Regions from separate parts of the Sus scrofa genome. Here regions 2 and 3 are each linked to region 1. A link is a contact called in public HiChIP or PLAC-seq and promoter capture Hi-C data. All regions are on one chromosome and are shown on one strand. Each heading gives the region's core, a stretch centred on a gene start, on an enhancer-like site or on the middle of the called end of the contact. The rest is flanking DNA. Distances are from core to core; before and after follow the strand shown. Region 1 holds the start of DCAF16 (DDB1- and CUL4-associated factor 16). Region 2 holds the start of LCORL (ligand dependent nuclear receptor corepressor like). Region 3 holds the start of MED28 (mediator complex subunit 28).

Region 1 (5,045 bases), core at 1,078-3,577:
GTATGGTGGTTTTATATCTGATTTACCCTGATTTTCTTATTGATGTTACTAGGTGGGATCCCCCACACCTGGTAGTTAATAAACTATTCCGACCCAGGCCATAAGTGTTTTCTTCTAATATTACTCAAGCTTAATTAGCAACAAATGAGACTTCAGCCAAGGGATATAACTTTTGCCAGGCTCTTATAAGTTTAAATCTAAAGGTTTCTTTATGTTGGGAACAATTAAACCATCTAGGAATAACCAGCCTAAGAAACACCAGGAAATTAGGCTGAATGGACAGTATATAATTTCCTTTAAAGAAAAGAAACAACTAAGCCAGCTGAACAGGGTGAAAGCGCTTGTAAATTTGTTTATGACTTTACTAATACCGCTATCTATATTTTTATTGCTATATTTTTATAAACGTTTCACAAAATTGCTATTTTCTACATTGCCAAATGTGTAACTAACTGCCCTGTAGCGCTGGATGCGGCATTAAACAAAGCAACAAAGGTAGCAGGCACCCAAAGCATCAAGACAGAGCAATTAAAAGCCACAAAAATAGAACAAACTAATATTTGGAGGTATTTTAGTTCACCAGGTGACTTCAGGTGAAAAACAAATGTAATACTCGGTGGTTCCCAAAGAATAGTTCTATGCTATCTAACTCTGTGGCCATTAGCCCCATGTGTCTATTGAGCATCTGAAATGTGGCTACCCAGTATCAAAGATTTGGCAGGGAAAAAAAAAAGTAAAATTGAGTATATGTTGAAATGATATTTTGGATATACTTAAATTTCCTTTCCAGGTTTCTTTCACCAGGGTTGTCTACGCATTTTACATTTTAGTTACAGCGAGATAATAAAACATTAGTATATTCCATGCATTCTTCAACTTCTATGCTTTTCCTCTATGCTTTTCTTCTACCTGATGAACCTAAAATATCCACCCCTCTTGCCTTTTCAGAAACTAGGCATTTCGATGCTTTTTAAATTATGGGCAACCCAATTGCTACTGTTATTTTACCTAGCATGTGAAAACCTACAACACTTCAGGAACTAGGATTATGAAGCAAGAGAATGAATTATGGCATATTCTTATGAGAGAATACTAGAGCAACCTCCCTGTACCTGTTTTTTTAAAAAGGAGAAAGTTACCTTACAGGGATTGTTTCTACTGATTAAATGAGGTAAAGTGCTTAGGATAGTGTCTGGTATATAAGGTGATGAAATAAAATTTTACAGGGATTGTTTCTACTGATTAAATGAGGTAAAGTGCTTAGGATAGTGTCTGGTATATAAGGTGATGAAATAAAATTTTTCTGTGCCTGTTTCGGCCTGCTCCCTCGTCTTGTGTATTTGCCACTAATCAGAAGATGACGTTCTTTCTTAATTGTAAAGCGTCACAATGACCCATGATCCACTAATCACAAGGTACCTGTACATCTGGATTGTGTCAACTTGTCAATAATACCTCATACATAACAGTGCTTACACAGCAGTTCTCAGAGCTTCCTGAAAGTCTCACAGGTGATAATCCTCAGGTTGGCTTAAATAAAATTTTCCATTTCTTTCCCAGGTAAACTATGGATTAACTTTTCCTCAACAAAGGATCCATAAAGTGTTAGTGATATGACAGTATCAATATGAATAAACCTCAAATAACAGATTTTAAAAAATGGCAAGTTGCATATACACCTTAGCACATGAACACATACTTATTACGAGATTTATTCGTCTTTTAATACATAAAAACAGCAAATTCAGGAAATCCATTATTGCTGGGGAGGGAAAGTAATTCAATAGGAAAAGGGTATGCCGGCGGATTTGTCTTTTTTTTTTTTTTTTTTTAAGCTGGCTGCGGGTACTGAGATATTGGTTTCTGCTGGATATAATTCCATTAAAAAACTAAAGGCTTAGTGCCTGCAGGAAGACACTCCAAAGGATTTTACCTTAACCGCTACTCTAAACCTTTTCTCCATTCTGTGGTCTCCTTTGTTGAAAACCTCCTTATGCACCTTAGAGCTTTCCAGGTCTACTCTATATACTCTATCTGAATTAACTGGTGCCTCTCTACGCAGTCGTTCCACAAGGCCGCCTCCGTTCGCAGACCCTCCAACCCACCGCTCGGGGCTTAAAAAGACAGTGGCCCACCTCCATCGGGAGACTTCGGAACGCCCTCAGCCGACCCAGGAATGAGCCCCTTCTCGGGAGAAGCCAGGCCGCTGCCCGGCACTCGAGCACGCCCTAGCTCTCCCTTCCTGACGGATCTCCGCACGAACCCTCCTCCCCTTCGGCGGGAGCAGGGATTCTTCCCCTCTGCAGACTCCCTCTTCTCACCCACGAAGGATCCTTTCTTCTTTCTCGCTTCAACCCTAGCCGTAAGACCCGTCTAGGCCTAGCGCCAAAAGCTCGATTCCAACAGTCTCATTGCCGCAGGGCTAGCCCTCCAGGTGGAAACCACTTCCGGGGGCGCCAACGCCCCCTTCTCTTAGGAACCCCGCTTCCCAATCAGAAAAAAGGGTTAAAAGACCCTAAGCGCATGCGCCCCAACGGCGGCTTGGAAGCCAGTGGATCCCGCTCTCGCCGCTCTACGCCATCTCGCGGTATTTCCTTCTCCCGCGGGAGTTATTTGAATGCTCTGGCGGTAACCACGCCCCCGGCTGTCCGCTGTTGAGACTGGAGGCTGAGGCGTCTTTGTGGAGACCTCCGCGGTGGTCAGTCGAACCGGCTGCGCCGAAACGCTGAACAGACTTCGTTCCTGCTGGGTCCCGGCGCCATGGGGGCGGAGAAGAGGCTGCTGCCGATTAAGGAGGCTTTCCAGCTGGCGCAGCAGCCGCACCAGAACCAGGCGAAGCTGGTGGTGGCGCTGAGCCGCACCTATGGCTCGGTAAGCGCGGCCCCGGGCCCTCCCTGCCCCTCCCCAGCCTTGTCTCTCCCAGGGGCTTCCCGCGACCCTCCCGACTACGCGCACCACGACTCCAACCTCCTTAACCTTTCCGACCCGGTTCGGATAGGTCTGGCCTTTTGCCTGAGGTCTCCCAGCCGCCTCCCTAGCGGCTTCCCGCGCGGACCGTTAATTGTCGGTTGGGGATGAATTTGGAGAAACATTTGTGCTCACTCGGGGGACCGGGCACCTAGTTGTAAGGTCGCGGAGTGGCCCTGAACTTGGCGGTTCAGCGGTGATTGCCCCTGGTCACCGACCTCGTCAAATTACTTTACCTCCCCCCACAGTTGAATTGAATCAACTCACTAATTAGCAAATTAATCATTAGGACGTGGCTCTTCCTAGTCCGGTGAATAACTTTGTTTCGTTTTGAAGGGAGCCTTGAGAAGAATAGGACAGTGAATTTCGCAAAATGAATTATTTTGAGGTCCAAGAAAAATTGTAAGTCAGGAAAATGGGGCTTGAGGATATAAGACTGTGGAAGTTAAATCGAAAGGAAACGCCTGTGTAATATTAAGGTTAAATATATAAATGTAAAAGCCGTTGTTTTTTGGATTGTTCAGGAGGAAGCAGATTTTTACTTAAACCGGTACCAAGGCATCGTATTGAGGATTCCAGGATATTGACAGCAAAAAAAAAAAAAAAAAAAAAATCAGAGGAATCCTTTCACTATCAAAATTCCCGTTTGTTTTCTCCCTGGGAGAAATTTCTCTAGAAAGAAACTGTACAAATTTATTTTCCCTTTGATGGTTTGGATAATTGAGAGATTACTAAATTTATTTTGTTGGAGTTATGGCTAGTGTTTTCAGCGTCTTAGGGTAATGTGAAAAAATTCTTATCTGTGCAGTAAAGGGTTTCTTTTGTCTTTCAGATGGATGACAAAACAGATTTTCATCAGGAGTTTGTTCATTACCTTAAATATGCAATGGTAGTCTATAAACGAGAACCAGCTGTGGAGAGGATAATAGAATTTGCAGCAAAGTTTGTTACTTCATTTCACCAATCAGATATGGAAGATGATGAGGAAGAGGAAGATGGTGGCATTTTAAATTATTTGTTTACTTTTCTATTAAAGGTATATGAAAACTAGAACTTTGGGGGAATGTAGAAAATTTTACTGTTTTTAAAAGGGCAATGGGAGTTTGTATATTTAAGAGAATGAAATATCTGGTAATTGAGAAAATGAGTAAGTCTGCCTTATATAGGAACTGTTAGAACTGTCACTAAGATTAAAAGTTAAGATTTTTTTTTTTGGTCTTTTTGCCATTTCCTTGGGCTGCTCCCACAGCATATGGAGGTTCCCAGGCTAGGGGTCTAATCAGAGCTGCAGCCACCAGCCTCTGCCAGAGCCACAGCAACGCGGGATCTGAGCAGCGTCTGCGACCTACACCACAGCTCACGGCAACGCGGGATCCTTAACCCACTGAGCAGGGACCGGGATCGAACCCGCAACCTCATGGTTCCTAGTCGGATTCGTTAACCACAGCGCCGTGACGGGAACTCCCCCAGCATTGGGTTTTTAATGACTTTTTTTTTTTTGGTCTCTTTGCTATTTCCTGGGCCGCTCGGGAGGCATATGGAAGTTCCCAGGCTAGGGGTCGAATCGGAGCTGTAGCCACCGGCCCACACCATAGCCACAGTAACTCAGGATCTGAGCCACGTCTGCAACCTACACCACAGCTCACGGCAACGCCGGATCGTTAACCCACTGAGCAAGGGCAGGGACCGGGATCGAACCCGCAACCTCATGGTTCCTAGTCGGATTCGTTAACCACTGCGCCACGATGGGAACTCCTTAATGAGCATTCTAAACCAGTTCTCTCACATACATTTGTTTTAAATGAGTTATCTATTTTACAGGTAAAGTGGGAGTTCCTACAAAGAGGATTATGCTCTTGTAATTCAGCCTGTACTTCAGACTGTATTTTGAGACTTTGTATTATATAATATGTATATAGTATATACATGGATCAAGGTAGCATTATAGTTTTTCTGCAAGTAATTATTGTAATTATTTAGTAACAATGTGGCTTGGAATAAATTTTGATTTGTTTCTGTTTTAGTCTCATGAAGCAAACAGCAATGCAGTTAGATTTAGAGTGTGCCAGCTCATAAAT
Region 2 (5,045 bases), core at 1,116-3,615, 210 kb after region 1:
TTTTTGCAAATATGTTTACAAAGTAATAGGAAAAGGTAACAATCTTCAAATATAGTCAGAGCTCAGGAAAAATTTCCTTTCAAATACTGCAAAGCGTATGGTACATTAAAATGCAATATGGAGCTGCATATTCGACACCCAGCATTAACTCAATTTCAGTGTCTTCCAATTCTATTTGGTATTGAAGTAGTAAGACAGAAATCTATCATATTTCCCTTTTCCATCAAATTCAATTAATTTTGTTTAATTAAAATTCGTCTCTTTTTCAAAAGCAATATATTTTTGAGAGACAAAGCCATAGTAATGTATATAAATAAGCAAGATGAGAAAAAAGTGAAAAACAAAGTATTCTAAAACATGAAAATTGTCCAGACATCGTCAAAGCACCGTGAGCCTTGGCAAAACAACACAGCTGACTGAGAGCGTGAGCCAGTGTTAGAATGCTATTATCCTGCCTGATTCTAACCGAACAAACTCAACAAATTTCAAACAGGTTGTCAGTGGAAGAGACCTTACAAAAGCAATTATAAAAATCAGGTCCATTTGCATTCAGGAAACATTAGCAACACTTGGCTTAAAATTTTTATATGTGGAATAATACCTTGAGAGTTTTTTTTAAAAAAAGTAAAATTATTTATGAATACTTGACCAAAGCTATTTCCCAGAATGTTTTCTTAGATAGAACCAAAACATATTTCATAAGGGTAAAAGAGTGAATTGCTTAAACATAACTTATGTCCCTAATCAGAGCAACCTTCCTTCTGGTACGTGTTCTCTATATCCATCGGTTTCTGCAGTGCACATTTCTCAGCTGAAGTTGTACTAGTTTATCCTACCACAATCTCCTTTTCACTAGTGAAAAACAAGAAAGATCTTCAGGCACTAACCAAACAAATCTGAGGGGGGTGAGGGGAAATGGGGCGCGAGGTGGCGCAAGAACAGATGGAAAAGAGGTAAGAGAGTAATTTTGTCTTAGGGCGCTAAGATTACTCCTCAACTCTAAACGCCAAGATTTAATCGCCAGTCGAGCGAGCCACTATCCACTCATTAGACAATGCAACCTTCCTTCCTACCTCTGCTCCTACTCTCCTACCCATCAACCTCTTCCAAAACAAACACAACACACCCCATCCCATAACCCGCGTTATCCCCTCGGTGCCCACTCAACCAACCTGCTGGATAACAGTTCCACGCACACGACTCAGACAAAAAAGCGACGGGGGCAAGGTGGGGAGGTCCCGCCACCTCCCGCCACCCCCCAGCAACCCGCAGAATGACAGCCCCCAGGCCAGAAGTTTGAAGCAAAACGATTCCGACCCAACCAAAAGGGAAGACGGAATTGCAAGAGAACGGGAATGGGAGGTGGGGAGGGTTATGTGCGTGTCTGTGCGGGGAAGGGTCCATCACATGACAGTAAAAGAGGACCCGAGTCTTCGGGGCGTCCGCGAGGAGACCGGGGGGGGGGGTGCCGTCACCATGACAACACCCCCCTCTCTGACCAGACTTCCAAAGAGGGAGGAAGAACTTCAAATCCCAACCGTCAGCGCTCGAACGGCTCCTTCTTAAAGGGGTACACACCGCGCCGCCGCCGCCGCCGAGCGCGAGAGGGCAGAGTTGGGCGCCCCCGCCCTCGGGCGACGCCCCCACCGCCCCTCGCCCCCAGCGGGCCCACCCGCGGCCCCGCAACAGCCCGGGGGTCGCTCAGGTCCCCGTCCCCGGGAACTCGGCCGCGTCGGCCCGCCCAGCCCCCGGCGGCGAGAAGGGGGTGTGTGAGCGCCCGGCGGGGGCGCGGACCAGCCCGCCTTCCTCCCGCCGGCTCTACCCGCCGGCTCCTCTCCACCCGGGCGCCGACCCCGCCGGCCCGTTTCCTCCCTCCTGACAAGGTGGACGGCGAGCGGCGAGGGGAGCCGGGGAGTTTCGGGGAGAGCGCGAGCGAGCCGCTTCTTCGGGGGCTCGGAGAGCGGGTCCGAACTAACAGTTCCCGGGGAGCCCAAGCGCAGAGGAGGGGAAGGAGCGCGGAGTGCGCCGGGCGAGGAGCCCCCAGACAAAAGGCGAGCGCCGGAGCTGCCGCGCCGCCGCCGCTCCCATCTCGCTCCCCCATTGAACTGACCCGAACGGGAGATTCAAGTAAACCCCTCAGCCACAAACTCCTCGGGCTGCGGCAGCCGTCGCCGCGCGGAGCCGGGGCCCCGGCCCGTGTCTCTCTTACCTACACAGTGCATGAGGCGGTGGCGCCAAGAGTCGAGTTCCCGCCGGAATCCTCTCCTCTCCGCCGCGCACCGAGGGCTCCGGCACTGAGCGGCGGCGGCGGCGGCGGCAGCAGCGGCGGCGGCGGCAGCGGCCATTCTCTCTCTTCCCTTGTCCATCTGCGTCCCGCGTCACGCGCCCTCATTTACATACGAGCGGCGCAGGCACGAGGCAGGGGCGCGAGCCCTCAGCGCGAGCCCCGGAGCGCGCGCCCCCCGGAGGGGGGTTGATTGACACGTGTCACACTACCGTCCCTCTCCCATCCCCTCCCCCTCCCACCGCTCCCTCAGGGAGAGGCGGGGAGGGAGCTGAGGAGAAGGAAGCAACCTGCAGCTTCCGCTGACCCCGACTCCCCATCTCCTCCCCTCCCTCCCCTCCCCCCGGAGTTTACTCAAGCTAGCCATACTGCTCCCGCCGCCCGCGAAAACCCTGAGCGGGAGCGGGAGGCTCGGAGCCCGGCCAGGAACCGGCGCGCCAATGGAGCGGACTAGTCACGCCTCCCTTCTGCCTTCCCGACGCAACTCCGGACACCCGGAGACTTCACTTCCCAGACCCCTTTGCGCTGGGACCCCCGAAGTGGAGCTCGTCGCCACGGCGCGGTGCATGCCGGATTTTGTAGTCCATCAGGGATGGGTTCCTCTCCAGTCCAATTCGCACACTTGGGTTAGCATAGACTGCACAGCACTGCGCGGCTTGTGGGTTTAGCCTCTAATTTCCCGCGCCTAAGACTGTGCGCTGCCGGCGTCGTCGTGTCTGACCCAACCAACTTAACCTCCTTAGGCTCCGCAATAGAAAGGCGATGAAAGTGGCAAAAGTTGTCCGTCTCTTGAGGGTTTGAACAGCGCTTTGTGCTTTAAGTGCTGGAAACTTTTGGGGATCACAGTCATCCTGCCACAGCAGGGAAAAAGCAAGCCAGTGACTGGGCTGCATCCAAAATAATTGCCAGATATCCAGAGGGACATCCTGCAGTGACTTCAGTTTCCAGGGCGATGACTTCTTGGAAAGCGAGACTCTGTAAATATTGGGAGAAAGATGCGGGGCTTTTCACCGGAAATCGTTTATGAGGGTTTAAGTGTGGCTGAGTGAAAACTCCAAAAAGAGAAACTTATGCTCTGCAATAAGTAAACTCCTGGAGGGCAGCGACCCTTTGAGACATCTGTACCTTGATATCTTTCACCTGCTTCGCCCTAGTACAGAGCGTGGCAAGGGATTAGCACTTAACAAATGTTACGGAATGAATTATACGCTGCTCTAGAGAGAAAATATTTCTTCAAAGAGAGAGAGAAATCTTTTGGTTAGGTATAAACTCCAATGACATGTTTTACTTCAGCACCACGGTGATTGTGCGTGTATTTCTGTATATGCGCGGGGGGCCGAACTGAAGCTAAGACACCCAAAGTTTGCTTAGAGGTACTGTGCATTAGTGGAAATTTATGGACAAGTCTGGAAAACATATTTTAATGCTCCTTGGAAACTAGTGTGAATTCTGAATTCAGTTCCACTCACCCTGTTTTGTGGCTTATCTTTATCCACCTTTTTTTTTTTTTTTCATTCCTACATGGAAGTATTCATTGCTCATCATTTCCTCAATAGTGAAGACAGAGTTTTACATTTTCACAAATTTTTAAAAAACGAAGTTTGAAATCTCATAATGTTTTCTAGAACAGACACAATTGGGAAAGCAAGTGAAATCATTAGTGAAGGTGCTTTTGGAATTATCAGTGAATCGTTTTAGTTATTGGTTCTTTTTGTATTTTAATTGCCAAGATGATCAGCTTCTGTAGCTTTCCTGAACACCTTCACGGTAATCTGCATTGGTAAGGATGGGCTAGGTGATGGTGCAGTAACAAAAAATCCAAAAGTTTTAGTGGCTTTAAAACGACGAAAAATTCTATTTCCTACTCATTTGTTCATCTCTGGTAGGAAGAAGGGAGGGAGTAGGGAGAGCTTCACTCAGAGATTCTCACTAAGTAACCAGATGGCTTAGATGCCTCCAGCCCATCTCCGGAACTTCCCCACTTGCAGGATAGGCACAAGGAAGGTGAATGGCAAACAGGTTCTTTCTGAAAGCAATATAAGTCAATTCCACTCACATTTCATTGACAAAGGAAAGTATATGGGCATGCTATCTTCAAGGCAGCAGGAAAGTGTAATCCTACTATTTGCCCAGAAGGAAGATTAACCCAAATTTACTGGTGAACGGCACCAATGATTTACCGCCATCCATCCTCTAGTCACCAATTTGTAGATCACTCTCCTTCTACTACAAAATACATTCATTCCTGCCACAAGTGAAACAATCCAAAACTTGTCTTCAGTTATGGCATTTATCTCAAAGGCCAGCGACTCTGGGTGATGCTTGGTAGTCCCCGAATTAGAATAGGAAAAACACACACACACAAAACCCAAAAAACTTCTCTTGTTATACAGACCTGAAAAGACAAAGTATTGATCCTCTCTGCTTACACACGTACCCCCTGACAAACATACGTACACATACACGCATTCACATAGAGTGGTGGGACAGGAACAGAATAACCATGGTAAACATGTCTGTTTAGAAATGGGAAGAATGGGAGACATGCATGAATAGTTTTAGCAAATATTTCACCACAGCTAGCATGGATTGCTAACTTTCCAGCCTCTAACAATAGTTTCCTTTTCACCACCCAGTGAGTTTCTAAGTCATAGCTACATATTGTAAGTTTTCTATCATATCCGTACTTCCTTCTGGGTACCAAATTCTTTGTTAGTTAGAATGGGCTAGGTTATGCTCCAGTAATAGATATCCCCAATCT
Region 3 (5,045 bases), core at 814-3,313, 140 kb before region 1:
TCTCTCCCCAGAGAGAATTTAGGGGAAATTTTTCCTGTTCACTCCTGCTATATCCACAGTGACTGGATTAGTAATTGGTACATAGGAAGCTCTCAATAAACGCTGGTGGGATGAATGAGTATCTCCCTTTTACCAACAGGTAAACTGAGCCCAGAGAAAGGACCTGGGCCAAAGTCATTTCAAGAGTTAACGGCCCTATGGTCCTTTCTTCCCACCATCCACCCACCCCATGTCCTCTACTTTCCTTTTGTCTGTAGAAAACTTTAGCCAAAGAATAAGTTTAATCAAAGAACTAAGAAAATGCAGAAGCAAAGGAAAACAGTCCAACAAAGCCAAATAATCATTTAGTCATTAAGCAAAGTCAAGGACCTTTTTTCCTTCTCAAGGGCTATAAATAATATTCTGAGCCATATCCTGTGAGCTATCTTATACTGAAACCCCAGTCAGGTGGAAAAAATTAACTACATGATGACCAGACTGTGGCCATGACATAAGCTGCCACAACTGGAGAAGTGGCCTCAAGGAAAGAGTACTGAACCCAAGTTCACTCTGCTTGTCGTACGACAAGCCAATAAATTCGGAGATGAGTTGTTGGGGTAAGGAATAACGACTTTTATTGGAAAGCTAGCAGACCCAGAAGATGGCAAACTAGCGTCTCAAAAAACCATCTTGCCTCAGCCGACTTCAGACTCCTCTTATATAGAGAAAGGGGAGGGGGAGGAGCCAATGGTCATTCACTGTCTCTTGTTTGGAGGAAGGACCCATTGCAACGCCAAGCAGTGGCCCAGCAGGCCCACTAAATTTCTCCCACTAACCGTTCCTCGCTTACAGAAATGGGAACAAATTGACTATGGAACTGGAGATTAACCATACTTAAAATAAGAGAACGCTGGTCAGACCATCCCATGACCAATTTCAAGATCTGTCAGAGCTGATTCTACTGTTTCTGCATATAGCCCTGATAGGTACCTATAAAAGCTCTTGCCCATTGACTGTCAGCTGGGGTGAGGGGGCAGTGGGCCTTTGGACAGGAGTCTCTGCCCGCTCACCTAAGTTGCTGGAATCCAGAATACAGCAAACATTCCACCAAATTTACTTTTTTTTTCCCCACTATATAATGACTTTTATTTTTTCCTGTTGTAGCGGGTTTACAGTGTTGTCAATTTTCTACTGTATAGCATGGTGACCCAGTTATACATACATGTATACATTCTTTTTTTCTCATATTACCATGCTCCATCATAAGTGACCAGACATATAGTTCCCAGTGCTACACAGCAGGATCTCATTGCTAATCCATTCCAACTTTGCCTTTTTATTGGCTTTAGAGTGGCAAACAGCCTGACCCTACTTTCAGTAACTGTAAGTGTAAAATTAAATACGGTGAAAAAATTTTTGGCTTCTAAAGAGAGAAATAAGCAAGTGTTACAAAATTATCATACTTTCTCTTTGACATAACCACGAATATCTCAAGTGAACATGCCAGGCGTATGCATAGTAGGGACCCTCAACAAGCTTGGTCATTTTTTGCACAAGTCTCTCCCCAGAGAGAATTTAGGGGAAATTTTTTTCATGTTCATTCCCCCTATATCCACCATGACTGGATTAGTAGTTGGTAAATAGTAAGCTCCCAATAAATGTTTGTGTGGTGAATAAGCACCTTCCTTCTACCAACCGGTAAACTGAGCCCAGAGAAAGCGCTAGGTCCAAATCATTTCAAGGGTTAAGGGCAAAGGCAGGATGGTTAAACGAATATCATGAAGCCAGGCAGGGCTCGCTCAGCCTTAGTTATTGACTCTCCTCTTCATACAACCTTGTCAAAACCCTATCAAATCCTTCAATTCTCATGTTATAAAAAATAAAATAAAATAAAATAAAATAAAAAACCAGTAAAGTCAAGCGGCCTCCAGTGCGGGCAAAGAGGGAACGAAAGTACCAACCTACCGGTTTCCCTGGCGCCCGATAGACGCCAACATCCACTCAGCGTGATCACGTGTGACCAGGCGTGTCACGTGACCCACGGATCCAGCTCCCGCGCAGGTGCAGTGAGTCTCTCACCCGCCATCTTAGAAATGGCGGCTCCGCTGGGTGGAATGTTCACGGGGCAGCCTCCCGGACCCCCGCCGCCGCCACCGGGGCTCCTGGGCCAGGCTTCGCTTCTTCAGGCCACACCAGGGATTCCAAGAACTTCTAACAGCACCTTAGTGGACGAGTTGGAGTCATCTTTCGAGGTAAAATGAGCCGTGGGCGTCTGTGTTCCCAGCCTTTCTTTTCTGAAACGTGTGCAGGTTATCTTTTTCAGCAATCCCTGCACCGGCTTACAAATGGGGCGGCAGGCTCAAAGAATCTAAACTGCTTGCTTTATTCTCCACGTTGAGTGATGGCCAGAATTTTCTGGTCGACTGGCGGAGATGAGTAAATTTGTCCTTTCTAGAGGCACGAGGACTTGAAGTTTGCCCGCCACCCCCACCGTGGGACCCTTCTAGGTTCCCAGTCGGTTGTTCTGCTCCTCAAGGTTGTTGCCTCAATTCAAGGTTGGTTCTATCCTTGAGTATCCTTTCCTGCGTCCCTGCGTGTTTGCTACGGGCTGATTCTCCACCGAGGGGAGCATTGCACCACTCTGTCCTGTATTCTTTCCATTGGGCTCCACCCTTAAACGGTCCTAAAGTAGTGGAATTCTTGGGGCTGAGATGGGAAGTTGTTATTAAGGGCCGAGGGAAGAGGAGTTAAAGATGAAGCTTTGGGAGAGAGGCAGAGGGTGATCCAAACTCTCACTCCCATTCAAGCATTAATCCTGTAGCAGAGAAAATGGGGACTGGTAGGAGGCACAGGTGAGCTTAAGAAATAAGTGCTTAAAAATCAGGTGGCTTCCAGTGGTCTCTGAAGTGGAAGATGAACCATTAGGGTGTGGAAATGAAGTAACTTGTAATTGGAGTTAACTTTTCTACTTTTTGACTTTCACACATAATAGCATAGGTAGTAGGTAAATAGAGTTCATAAATGAGTGTGTTATTGGGGTTGCATGGGCAGAATGCCTTTTTTAATGGGGCGTACATTCAGAAGTTTGAGATAATTGATTTAAAGGACAGAGAAATCTTTTTTTTCTGGGAGGAGGATGAGATGCCTTTGAGGTGGTGCTAAGCTGTAAAGGAGAGGGACAGGAAAGCCTTAGAGCAGCATCTAGGCTTGAGATGAAGTGGCGGTTATGAGACTTGCTGAAAGACTGGCCCTGTAGAAAGAAGTCTTGGCCAGAGCCTACCATCAACACCCTAGTGCTTAAAACTCTTCAGTGGCTGCCATGACTGTTGGGTTAAGACCAAGATGGGGAGTTCTTTTGTGGTTCAGTGGGTTAAGAACCCCACACAGTGCCTGTGAGGGTGCTGGTTAGATTCCTTCCTTACCCAGCAGGGTGAGAATTGCGAGTTGCCTCGGCTTGTATTGTGGCTCCATGTGCCAAGGCTGAGGCATAGGTCTGCAGCTGTAGCTCCAGGTCTGATTTGACTCCTAGCCCAGGAACTTCCCTATGCTGCAGGTGTGGCTCTAAAAAGAAAGACCAAGAGGTATGGTAGCCTCCCTGGCTCTGCATGTTCAAATCACTGGTCCAGTCCCATCTCTTCTTACTCTGGCCACATGAGACTTCTTCCTGCATATATTCCTTTTTTTTTTTTGTCTTGTTAGGGCCACAGCTGCAGCATATGGAGGTTCCCAGGCTAGGGATCGAATCAGAGCTGTAGCTGCCAGCCTACCCCACAGCCATAGCAACTCGGGATCTGAGTCACGTCTACAACCTACAACTCAGCTCATGGTAACGCCGGATCCTTAACCCACTCAGGAATCAAACCTGAGCCCTCATGAATATTAGTTTTGTTACCACCAAGCCCCCACGGGAACTCCACATTTTCTTTTTATAGACCATCACACTTTCTTTTCCATACAACTGTTCAGCTGTCTTGTGTACTTTGTGTATTTCTGAATAAATATCTCAAAAACTGATTTTCACTTTTGTTGTATATGACAAGTTTTAAGTCGGGGTAATATAGTCAGATGGTGGATCATCCAAAATGCTGCCCCAAATGGTAACAATATAAATACATATATAGTGTTTCCCTCCCTCCCAGATACATATACAGTCCCAGTCTAGATAGTTGAGATCATCAGTGTCTCTCCGGTTTGGGAGAGTTTTCTTTCTTTTTCCTTTTTTGACTGCACCTGAGGCATGTGGAAGCTCCCAGGCCAGGGATGAAACCCATGCCCATGGCAGTGACCTAGGCTGCTGCAGTGACAACACTGTCAGATCCTTAACCAGCTGCACCACAAGGGAACCCCTCTTTTTTCTTTTTCTAAATTGAGGTATCATTGACATAAAAGATACTAGTTTCAGGTGTACAACGATTTGCTATTTGTATATATTGCAAAATGATGACCACAGTAAGTCTTAGGTAATATCTGCAACCATACATAGTTTCAAAAAAATTTTTAATTATGCTGTACATTCCATTCCCATGACTTATTTATAACTGGAATTTTGCCTTTTAACCCCCCTTCACCCATTTTGTCCGGCCCCATCCCCTCCCTCTGACAGTCCATTCTGTGTATCTATGAGCTTGGTTTTGTTGTCACTGCTGTTGTCGTTTTTAAGGTCCACATATAAGTGAATCATATAGTGTTTGCCTTTCTGTCTGACTTACACCCTTAAGGTCCATCCTTTTTTTTTTTTTTTTTTTTTTTTAATTGGCTGAGTAATATTCGACATATATGTGCTACAACTTCTTTATCCATTCATCCATTAGTGGACACTTAGGTTGTTTCCATGTATCTTGGCTTATGAATAGTACTGCAGTGAACATGGGGGGCAGATAATCTTTTTGAGTTAGTGTTTTTGTTTTTTTTCAGCTAAATATCGTTCATATATATATACACACATATATAATTTTTACTTACAATTAGTTACTTTTTTAAAGGGGGAAGAGAAAACTAAAATTCTTGAAATCAGGTTTCTTCCCATCGTCTCTGGTGGCCCTGCTGGCTCTGGAGGAGCAGCCCCA

The links. Promoter capture Hi-C pulls out the DNA fragments that hold promoters and counts their contacts. HiChIP or PLAC-seq counts read pairs in DNA pulled down with a chosen protein or histone mark.
Region 2: a contact with region 1 is called in a promoter capture Hi-C map of fetal liver, with 3 times the contacts expected there. The contact joins the promoter of LCORL here to the promoter of DCAF16 in region 1. A contact is called at or near these places in 2 of 5 promoter capture datasets (fetal liver and liver), 9 of 47 Hi-C or Micro-C datasets (embryonic fibroblasts, fetal heart ventricle, heart right ventricle and 5 more) and 1 of 2 datasets of contacts at active chromatin or transcription factors (alveolar macrophages).
Region 3: a contact with region 1 is called in an H3K27ac HiChIP or PLAC-seq map of skeletal muscle. The contact joins the promoter of MED28 here to the promoter of DCAF16 in region 1. A contact is called at or near these places in 1 of 5 promoter capture datasets (fetal skeletal muscle), 6 of 47 Hi-C or Micro-C datasets (embryonic fibroblasts, fetal heart ventricle, fetal skeletal muscle and 3 more) and 2 of 2 datasets of contacts at active chromatin or transcription factors (alveolar macrophages and skeletal muscle).

Annotation. Positions count from the first base shown.
Region 1 is chr8:12,761,450-12,766,494 of Sscrofa11.1, forward strand. It overlaps DCAF16 (DDB1- and CUL4-associated factor 16), which reads right to left and starts at 2,328. Exons shown (of 2, transcript XM_013978553.2): 1 at 2,136-2,328. NCAPG (condensin complex subunit 3) reads left to right here. Exons shown (of 22, transcript XM_021101058.1): 2 at 1,836-2,871; 3 at 3,800-4,003; 4 at 4,992-5,045. The coding sequence starts at 2,761.
Region 2 is chr8:12,966,770-12,971,814 of Sscrofa11.1, forward strand. It overlaps LCORL (ligand dependent nuclear receptor corepressor like), which reads right to left and starts at 2,366. Exons shown (of 7, transcript NM_001195345.1): 1 at 2,210-2,366. The coding sequence starts at 2,366.
Region 3 is chr8:12,622,062-12,627,106 of Sscrofa11.1, forward strand. It overlaps MED28 (mediator complex subunit 28), which reads left to right and starts at 2,064. Exons shown (of 4, transcript NM_001243569.1): 1 at 2,064-2,231. The coding sequence starts at 2,073.